Linked DNA regions of Xenopus laevis: region 2 is linked to region 1. The links are chromatin contacts, called in public Hi-C maps. All regions are on one chromosome and are shown on one strand. Each heading gives the region's core, a stretch centred on a gene start, on an enhancer-like site or on the middle of the called end of the contact. The rest is flanking DNA. Distances are from core to core; before and after follow the strand shown.

Evidence for each region. Hi-C and Micro-C count contacts between places; a contact is called where the count stands out from the background.
Region 2: a Hi-C map of the XTC cell line shows a contact between it and region 1, with 1.9 times the contacts expected there. The contact joins the enhancer-like site here to the promoter of slc43a2.S in region 1. A contact is called at or near these places in 2 of 4 Hi-C or Micro-C datasets (the XL177 cell line and the XTC cell line).

Annotation. Positions count from the first base shown.
Region 1 is chr2S:36,248,250-36,253,508 of Xenopus_laevis_v10.1, forward strand. It overlaps slc43a2.S (solute carrier family 43 (amino acid system L transporter), member 2 S homeolog), which reads left to right and starts at 1,500. Exons shown (of 14, transcript NM_001097830.1): 1 at 1,500-1,642.
Region 2 is chr2S:36,281,384-36,286,324 of Xenopus_laevis_v10.1, forward strand. slc43a2.S (solute carrier family 43 (amino acid system L transporter), member 2 S homeolog) reads left to right here. Exons shown (of 14, transcript NM_001097830.1): 9 at 537-683. Among protein-coding and RNA genes, the nearest start is that of slc43a2.S, 34 kb to the left of the region's middle. Within about 2 kb of position 2,473, at least 1 of the 7 cell types and tissues checked has an H3K27ac peak or open chromatin away from gene starts, as enhancers often do.

The DNA.
Region 1 (5,259 bases), core at 250-2,749:
ACAATTTGAGAGAAGAGCTGAAATGTTGCTGTGACCCACGATTGGGGAGAAACAAGGGATTGTGGTAGAGTCCTGCAGCGGGTTGGGTACCTGCGGGTTACCTGCAAAAAAAGCAGGGGAAGATATTCAGGTGCGGGTATAGCCGTGGGTCTGATCTAAATTTCTTATTTTATGTAATATTGTCTTCATTTTACAAAACGTGTTTCTGTCCCCGCCCACTTTTGCAGCACCACCACTTCCTGTTTGATGATGGTCGGCGGGTCGGGTTTGCGGATATGGCAGTTGCGGGTCCGGATCGGGTAGCGGATTAAATGGGAAAATATGTGGGTTGCAGTTCGGGTCGTGGGCTGTGGGTTCGAATCTTAGAAATTGGTTCCGCGCAGGACTCTAGATTGTGGCAGTTGCAGGGTGCCATTTCTGCACAAATACAATGGCTGTCTTCAGCTATAAAACAATCCAAAACAGCAAAGTGTGACAATGACACTAAAGGGCAGGGTCGGACTGGGGGGCCCAGGGCTCACCGGGACTTATGTCCAGGGCCCCCTCCGAACCCCTGCCGACCCCCCGCCCCCTTACTATGATGCGCAAGCGCGCATTGATACAGACGCCGCTTGGCGCACCTGAGTGAAGGTGCCGCTCCTAAATCAGTTGGTGCCACACACATGCACAGATGGCGCTGCGCATAAAAAAACTTTTTTTCCCCGAATCCGATTGGGAGAGGGGACTGGCTCATTTAGGGTCGGGGCACACCGGGTTTTTTCCCGGTGTCCCGCCGGGCCAGTACGACACTGCTACAGGGCGCGCAAAATAGTTAATTCACAGACATTTTATACAGAATCAGCAGCGTGCTGAGGTTTATTGTTGCGCCGGTAAGACTGCAGCAGGCAATATACAGAGATATATTTATCAAAGAGTGACGTAAGAGTCCGCAGAGAGAAATACCGCCTCACTCCATTCATTTCTATGGGGTTTTTAAAGGCTTATTTATCAAAGGGTGAACTATTACTATGACCCTTTGATAAATACGCAGTTAAAAATCCCATAGAGACAATTTCACTCTGAGGACTGTGGAGATCTCTAACGTCACTCTTTCATAAATCTACCCCATAGTGCGTAGCTACTGGCTGGCTAACGAGTCATTTATTTCTTTGTGTGGTGTTTTGTTTCCTCTCAGTGTAAACGGCGCAAAGCCTTGCCATCTTTATTCCTCGCTCGATATAATATCCCCACAATCCTGAACCCACAGGTTTATAGCAGCCGGCAGTTTGAGGGCTCCTCACCAGCGCAGCGCGCACTAAGATCTGAAAGAAGGAAAGCTACTCACACGGTTTTATTAATCACTGTTATCCGTCGATTTCCCCATCTCTGTCAACTCGTTACCCAATTGGTTCAATTCTGTCTCTATCCCCATCGCGGCCAATCAGAGAGCGGCAATGTTTTTCAGCGCTGCCCCACAATAAAAAGGACCTGGATAAAGACATGAGAAAGCAAGTTGGACGGGCCCGTGAGGAAGAAGAGGCTGCGGCACCGGGACTGACCCGTGCCAAGAGAAAGTCAACATCAGGCAGCCTCCCTGGGACCCGGACCGACCCAGTCAGCAAGAAGTCAAACTAGAAGCATCAGTGTGGGGACTTGTCATCAGGTAAATAATAAGGGCAGTAAGGTATGAAGATCAGTGTATTGAGGAGGGACAGGCAGAGCCCCTAGTAATGGTCAGTGTGAATCAGATGGGGGAAGTGTCCGAGACAAAAGAGTCTCCTTTGTACTGACACACAACAGCTGTTCCACTACAGCCCCCAGCAAGTCGCTTCTATAATTCTAGCAGAACTACTACAGTCACCTTCATACTTGTACTGGCCACTAATAGTGATGCCCAACTTGTTCCGCTCTCTCAGCTGTACACAGATGGTCTTTGTCTTCCAGGGGAGTCTGGGATTTGTAGTTTAACAGCTGCCAGTGTAATGCTTTACTGTACAGAAAAGAGCTGTTGTGTTTCATGACAATGGCCTTTGGGAGCAAGTGTGTCACACTGGGGGAACATTTTCTGGGCTACACTTTCACCATAGATGGGGATTTCAGTGCCAATAGGTGTGATGGCTCATGTGTTAGTGATGGAGGCAGTTATATTTCATGCCGGTGTTAGTGATGGAGGCAGTTATATTTCATACCCGTGTTAGTGATGGGGGCAGTTGTGATATTTCATGCCGTGTTAGTGATGGGGGCAGTCAGTGTCAAACTGGCCCACAGGGATACCAGGAAAACTCACGGTGGGCCCAGGTGTCACTGGGCCATCTTGCTTCTAACCATTTAGACTATATCATTGTCATTCCCTATATTTTTTATGGGAAAAAAGAGGCTTAATAATGGAAGAAAAGAGTATAGAATGTTGATATAAAAGACTAGGATAATAAAGTAGAGGAGGAATAATAGTTCGGAAAGTGGCCCCACGGTCTTGTGGGCCCCTGGCATTTCAGTCCGACACTGGTGGCTTTTGTGACAATTCATGCCGTGTTAGTGAAGGGGGCAGTTATATTTTATGCCGGTGTTAGTGATGGGGGCAGTTATATTTCATACCGGTGTTAGTGAAGGGGGCAGTCAGGGCTGGTCCTATCAAATGTGGGGCCCAATTGGGACCATGTTGGCGGGGCCCCTAGACAAAGTGTTGCTGGCTACTGACACAGCAAGTATTTAGGAAAATAAGGGCATACAGGCACAAAATAGAAAGGAAAGGGGCAGTGCGGGGCCCCCAGAGGTGCGGGGCCCAATTGGCCTAAGGCCGGCCCTGGGGGCAGTTATATTTCATGCCGGTGTTAGTGAAGGGGGCAGTTATATTTCATGCCGGTGTTAGTGATGGGGGCATTTATATTTCATGCCGGTGTTAGTGATGGGGGCAGTTATATTTCATACCGGTGTTAGTGAAGGGGGCAGTTATATTTCATGCCGGTGTTAGTGATGGGGGCAGTTATATTTCATGCCGGTGTTAGTGATGGGGACAGCTGCCAGTAGAGTTGTGGGTTTATTACATTGGCAGGATTACTAAGTATTGTGATATGATAAGACACTTTTATTTGGGCTGGTGCCATAGTGTTGAGATACAGGGTCTTTATAGAAAAGCGCAATAAGCGGAAAATGCCCCATTGCTTGAGCTACGACTCCTCCCTGGCGGCTGATGTGGATGATGCCGGTCCGTATATCATGTATTGTGACACTGGGATGCTTATTATTGAAGTGGAGCTGTAGTACAGGCAGAGCAGTTGTATGTAGCAGCTAAGTCCACTGTTAGCGCCTTGCTATTGCGCCGGGGAGCGCTAGCTGGCCTGACATTAGCACTGAGCTGTGGGTAGCGCTAGGTGCACTTCTAAGCGACGTATTTGTTCCCTTTGCGCGGGCACATGTCATATCCCCCGGCCCACGTCGCCATTGCCTGATAGTTGCTCCCCACTTCCGACCATTGCTCCTCCGTCTCTCCCTGACAGCAGCCTCAGGTGAGTTTGTGCCGGTGGGCAACTACATGACCGCTGCATACATTCAGCCTCTGTGACGGCTCCGGTAACTATTCAGCCCTCACAACCCACCCCCAGCCCTCGCACTGCCCTGTCCCATCTCCCTCCTCCTCCGCCCGCTGGGCTCGCGCTTCTTCCGGCACCTTCACGCGCTTATGAGCTACAAGAGTCGCATCCTCGCGCCTGCTGGTTCAAACCGGCTTTCTCCTGACATCTGATTTCATCGCTCCCTCAGACTGATACTTTAGCCAATAGAGCGCGAGTACCGGGACATGCTACGACCAATTAGAGACTAGAGGCGGGGCCTTTACTCTAGGAACGCGCTTATTGCCTGCTTGGTTGAAAACAATCTGCAGGCTGTCAATGTATTGATTTTTCTGTTTGTTTTTCGTGTTCGGAAGGTTTACAGCAGAAGCAGCTTCATTTGATTAATAAAAGAATGACATATGATTATAAAGATACTCAGTGTATTTTCTGGAATGGTTAACCCGTAACATCAGCGCCTCAAAAACTGACGCAGTATAAGGTTTATCTTAAAGACGCAGTAACACCCGGAAATGTATATGAGTGGGGGTTGTTGTTGTTACGACAACAGAACAATAAGAGCGCATAGTAAACACACATCGATAGAAGATTTGACGTGTTTAAAAGACACAATTTTTACTTGTACAGACTATTACTATATGGCAATGCCATTCCAAGACAAATGACTTATTTAATTTACATAAATCTAATTTATTTTTACTGTAGTTTGCCTGAATAAAAAAGAATACTTAAGCACTGGATAACAAAAGGAATTACTGTATAATACGACATGTATGATATGACAGGGCAGTGCAGAAAAGATTCCTTTGCCTTATTATTAATGTTGTATAAAAAAAACAAAAATAGATCAGTTGAAAATATAGCGACACCTCTAATAAATGCATGCTGCAGGGCTTTGCATTTCATATAAATTGCAAACAGTGCAGTCCTAGTTCTAGCTGTATTTTATGTGTCATCCAATTTTCATGTGGTAACTCTATTACACAGATTATATATCATTCATATCAGACCCTGCCCCAAATAAGCTGATGATCTAAGTTTCCTATCACATATACTATAGTCAATTGAGTTCTTCCCATATGGTTTTGGAGTGTGGGAACCCAGAGGAAATCCATGTATGAGAGGAGAACATAGCCTTTGCTGATAGGGTCCTGGCTGGGATCAAACATAAAACATTAGGTCTGTAATTGTCTGTTTTCATAGAATCCTATCTGTACGTGTAATCTTTATTTGTAAATATGTCTTTCTTCCTGAACTATGTTTAAGTCAAGTACGAGCTGCAAGTTGGTAAAGCTGGCCATAGACGCAAAAATCCGATCGTGCGAATCAACGTACGATCGGACTTTCCCATCTCCCGACCCGCCACTAACCATTCAGATCAAAGTCTTACTATTCCGATCAAATAAAGAAGTGAAAGAACAGATCAGCCAATGTACTACCTCTGACAGCAATCGTACGATAGTTATGTCTGACAAAGCTGAAAATCGTAAGATCAGCACTACACGCAGAGATATTATCGGCAGTCGACAGAAATTTTCTAACCTGTCCGATCGACCATATGACCGATCTCCGCCGGACGAAAAATGTCGGGACTCTCCACACACGGTCCGAAAATCGTACGAATCCTCGATTCGTACGACCGGATCGTTGCGTCTATGGCCAGCTTTACACATATATAAGAGGTCATTTACTCACCAATGCAAAGTGTGCA
Region 2 (4,941 bases), core at 1,223-3,722, 34 kb after region 1:
TTATGATCATATAATTGTTAAAGCGCCATGCTACATCAAGGTTAACCCCATATGGTGGTTCCTAACTATCTATCTCTGGTAATAGTTTTCAAGGTCTGGTACCTCCATGCATGATAGCATTTCTTGAGATAAGTGTCTCCTGGTCTGAGCATTGGTTTCAGTCTGAGGACTTAGTCCTCTCCCGCCCATAACTATTAGAGGAGAGAGATTGTTTTTTTAGATGAACCAGTCGGCATCCAAATATAATGGGAGTGAATGAAAAGTGCAGGTAAAAACTATACATGAATGAAAATGTAGCTTTCTGTATCCATATCCGACAGTTGAGTCATGTTGGATAGAATGCAGATTTTATCTGCGACTTTTCATTCACTCCCATTATATTTGGATGCCTGTGACTACATCCAACTTGTCACCTGTGTTATGTCGTTCCGACACGAACCAACGAAAGACGCCCGTGGAGTTCAGCCCTTAGTCTGGTCAAACCATCTTGTATTCAAGTTACCAAATTAAGTCAATTTCTGTTTTTCTCCTTATAGCAACTCCACCTTTTATGAAGAGTGTGTTCAGTCCAATCCTTTTGCTCAGTCTCATCACTATGTGTGTTACCCAGCTCCGTCTCATCTTCTACATGGGAGCCATGAACAATATCCTGGAGTTTCTAGTGGATGGAGATATGGACAGTGGTGAGTCCTTCCTCATAATGCTGTGATATGTGATCATTTCTAGTGTCTGATTTTAAATAAATGTTGCGTTTTTGGTTATAGTTACTCAATATTGACCCTTCTGATTGGCTCTCTTGTCAAAGCTTACTAAGCTTTCCCTACATATTTACAGCTGCTACGGCTGCATTGCACTTTAGATGCAGAGCCTCTAATGCAGAAATGCCCATACTTTACTAATGCAAGGTCTACTTTTAGTGATGTTGTCCCATTATGATCTACATCCAAAACATTGGAAAATAATACTTAAATATTGATTTATGAGAAAGTTCCTAAACCTGACTGTTTTGCCAACCTGGCTGTCCCATCTCAGCCTGTCAGTTAAAATTTCTAATGCTAATGGGCTCCTGCTGCACAAATATGGCAGCCCCCTCATACAGGAACATGGGAAATCAGACAGATAATGTAAAAAGCATTGTGCAAATAGTTATAAGTAGCTTTCAAAGCCAATATTATGATAGATGTAAAAAAAGAGTTTAATTTCTGGTGTCAGTATCTCTTTAATATAATAAATATCTGAATGAAATCATGAATCAGTGGGGTTATTTAGACAAGCTGTTTGTTGACAGAGTCTTGAGATCTACTGATCACCAGCTTAAGCTGGCCATAGATGTACAGATTTTTATCGTTAGACCAAGTTTATCTTGAAACGATCATCTAAATGTACGATGTCCATCAACTAAAAAGACCATTCAAGCTTTGTTGTCTAGTTGAAGCCCTGCAAACAATTGGACAATAGATAGATTTCACTGTGACCGATGAAAATTTTCTAACCTGCCCGCTCAATTTTCTGACTGATGTCGAACAAAAAAGCATTAGATGCATGATCGTTCCATTCCCACTAAGGGTTAGTTCACACGAGGAGATTCGGGGAGACTTTGTCGCTTGGCGACTAATCGCCTCTTCTTCTGTGCGACAATGTCCCCGAACTGCCTCAGCGTGTCTTCCCATAGGTTATAATGAAGAGTCGCCTGCGCTAAAGCACACACGGTGCTTCATTTTCTGTAGTCACCCGAAGTTGCCTCACTGAGGAAACTTCGGAAAACGCAGTGCCGCGTGTGCTTTAATGCACAAAATCTCGCCAAATCTCTTTGTGTGAACTAACCCTAACCTCACGATACTTTGTTAGGGTTAGGATAATTTGGTTGGATTTCACTAAAATCGGTTGTTCAAAGAAAAATCTTTGCATCTATGGGGGCCTTAAAGGTCTACTGGTACATCCCAATCTACCTTTTGGGCGACCCTGCTCCTATGCCTGTCATGACAGGACAAATCCATGGTCACAGATGCAGGAATTTCAGAATCCTAAACCGCTTTTCTATGGCAAAAAAAAAGTCTATGTTTTTGCATTTTTAACAGAGCCTAATAATTGAGGAATGTGAAAAAAACACATTGACATTTTCACTAAGATTGCAGCTTGTCAGTCGTATAATTGATTCAAGTGCCTTGAAATGAACACATGCCTCAGAATGGAATGACTTGTTTATGCAGATCTTTTCACAAAGAATCATTTGACTCTGCACTGCCCCCAAACGTGGAAATTATTTTTAGCAAGGTAGAAAAAAAGATTTCACATGCTGATCACCTCAGTTACCAACATCCTGCATTGCAAAATGCTTTGTGGCAGAAGTTCATTCAGTATAATCCAGTCTGAACCTGCTTCATCGAGAGCACTGAACTAGCGAGCAGAGAGTCGTTATGAGACTTCAGTTCACTGATTACTATAAGTGTGGGGGCGGTGTAGAGCCGGGAAACCACTTTCACAAACGCACATGCTTGCGGGGGAGGCAAACCCTGTACCTGAAATATGTCACTGAGAAAATGGGCTCAGAAATGGGTTTTTTTTAGCCTTGGTTGTTATGTGACAGATTGAATGCATATCCAGGCCTGGACTGGCAATCTGTAAATTCTGCCAAATGCAACAGAGGTTGCTGGAAGATGCCACAGACAGACATTATTTATTGGGTCTGTGGGGGCTGTCTGGGCCTCTGTGTACCTGAAATGTCAGGGCCTATTTTAAATCTCCGTCGGTGTTACTACATTTGGCCTTTATCTGATTGTTAATGATATGTTATATATATCATTACAGTGTATGGTGTATTTTTCCCGCTTTTTCTTCCTCTATGGCTGCTGGATCACATAATACCTGCTCAGTAGCCTTGCTTTCATGAGTCACTGTTGCATACTATGCTATACTTTTATGGTATATTCTCTACGCTTATTCACACATACCTGAAAGATGAGGTGGATTCCTCCTAACTCGCTTTTTACTCACCTTGACATGCCTTAGTTATTATCAAGTGCAGTTAATTTATTGTTATTAAAGAAACAGAAGTTAGCAAGTCAATCAAAAATAAGAAATAGTTTTTCTAAATGAGCAGTGCTGTATTTCAGAGCTTTCTGGATAACTGATTTCTGTATAATAGATCCCATACCTGTAGTTAAAGGATTGGGCTTACTGATCGGGCAGAATAGATAGAGGTAGGGTTTCCAGCTGTGTGGGTTTCAACTGGACATCTCCATTTGTCAAAGGGCTGTCTGTTAAAAACTGCCATCATGCCCACCCCAAGATCACTGATCCACCCTCATTGCTATCTGCCATTCACCATATTGTTCGGGTTTAGCCACCGGCAAATGCCCCTAACTCTTTACTTAGCCCTCCATGCAGATAATGTCCAGCGGAATTCATGGGCACCATCTTCAGCTGCTTCGGTAATCTTCAGAATGAGACCGGCGCTTCGGCAATTTTCGTGAGTTTCGGCACATGCATTGTTGTCGGGAAACAGAAACTTGCTCCAACTGCGCATGAGCTGCCATGCCAGCCTCATTCCTAAGATTACCGAAGAAAAGAAGATGGCGCCCGTGAACTCTGTTGGACAGAATCTGCACGGGGGGGGAGGGTTCTTTATATTAAGGGTTTGTTTCTCCTTTAAGCAGTATCACTCACAGTGTTTTATTAGCAAGATTTTCATTGTGTAGCTTTATGTTTATCAGGAGCAAACACAACATCCTGTTGCATTAATATTATTTGTATTAGCCTGTGCATAGTTTAGATCTTGTTTTATATCTTTATGTATTTATGTGCCCCTCGCTCTTAAGCCAATTATGTATATCTGCAAAAAGGGACTTATAGGAACAGTAACACCAACAAAATTACACTGTTTTAAAGTACTAATCACACACTTGCAACAAACTTGGGTGAAATGTATCTAGACACATTTCCCCATGTAGTTACCAGCAAACCAGTTCAGATAATGATTGTTACAATGTTGCTAAAAGTAACCTTTAATTAAAGTTGCAATAAAGCATGTTGCCCATAAACACAGAGACTCACTGCTCTTTAAATTCAGAGCAGTGCAGGACCTTGTCCTTAAAAATACAAATAATTAATAACCGCATATGGTGGATTGGTGGAAGCTCTATTAAATAGTAATATATAGTGAATAAAGTACCCCCTCTTGTAAAATATAAGGATATTATAAGTTACCGAGGAGTTTCATGACCATATAAAAACACGAGGCCGAAGGCCGAGTGTTTTTATACAGGTCATGGAACTCCGAGGTAACTTCTAATATCCTCATATTCTGCAACTGGGGGTACTTTATTTATTATAATACACAAATTTCAGTGAGTCATGTGACAGAAATGACATCAGAACTCACCGTTTATAACTGATGACATCAGAACTCACCGTTTATAAGGATATAATTTACAAGATATTCATGGCTTTTGTGTATTATATATTAATTAATTCCCGTACACGGTTGCTAGTAATGTTGAAGTCAGTAACAAGCGATACCTGTTCCCTCCCTTCTAACGTTCCCATACGCGCAAAACCTGCCTAACTACGTGGGGAATCAGTGGGAGCTACTCTCACCACCGTCCACGTATGTTGCCCTACGCGTTTCGCTGACTGCTCAGCTGAGGAATGGTAACTACATGGGGAAGTGTGTTTAGAAACATTTCACCCAAGTTTGTTGCAAGTGTGTGATTAGCAGGTTATATAGATTTGGCTTACTTGTGGATATATGATTGTTGTAGCAACTTGTTTGCTTGAATTGCTAGGTGATAGTGTTTTAAAGTAATGAAAATATCATGTAGTGATGCCCTGCACTGGTAAAACTGATCTGTTTGCTTCAGAAACACTACTATTGTTCATATAAACAAGCTGCTGTGTAGCAATGGCGGAAATTGAAAAAAGTCTATATGGCACAGGTTAAAT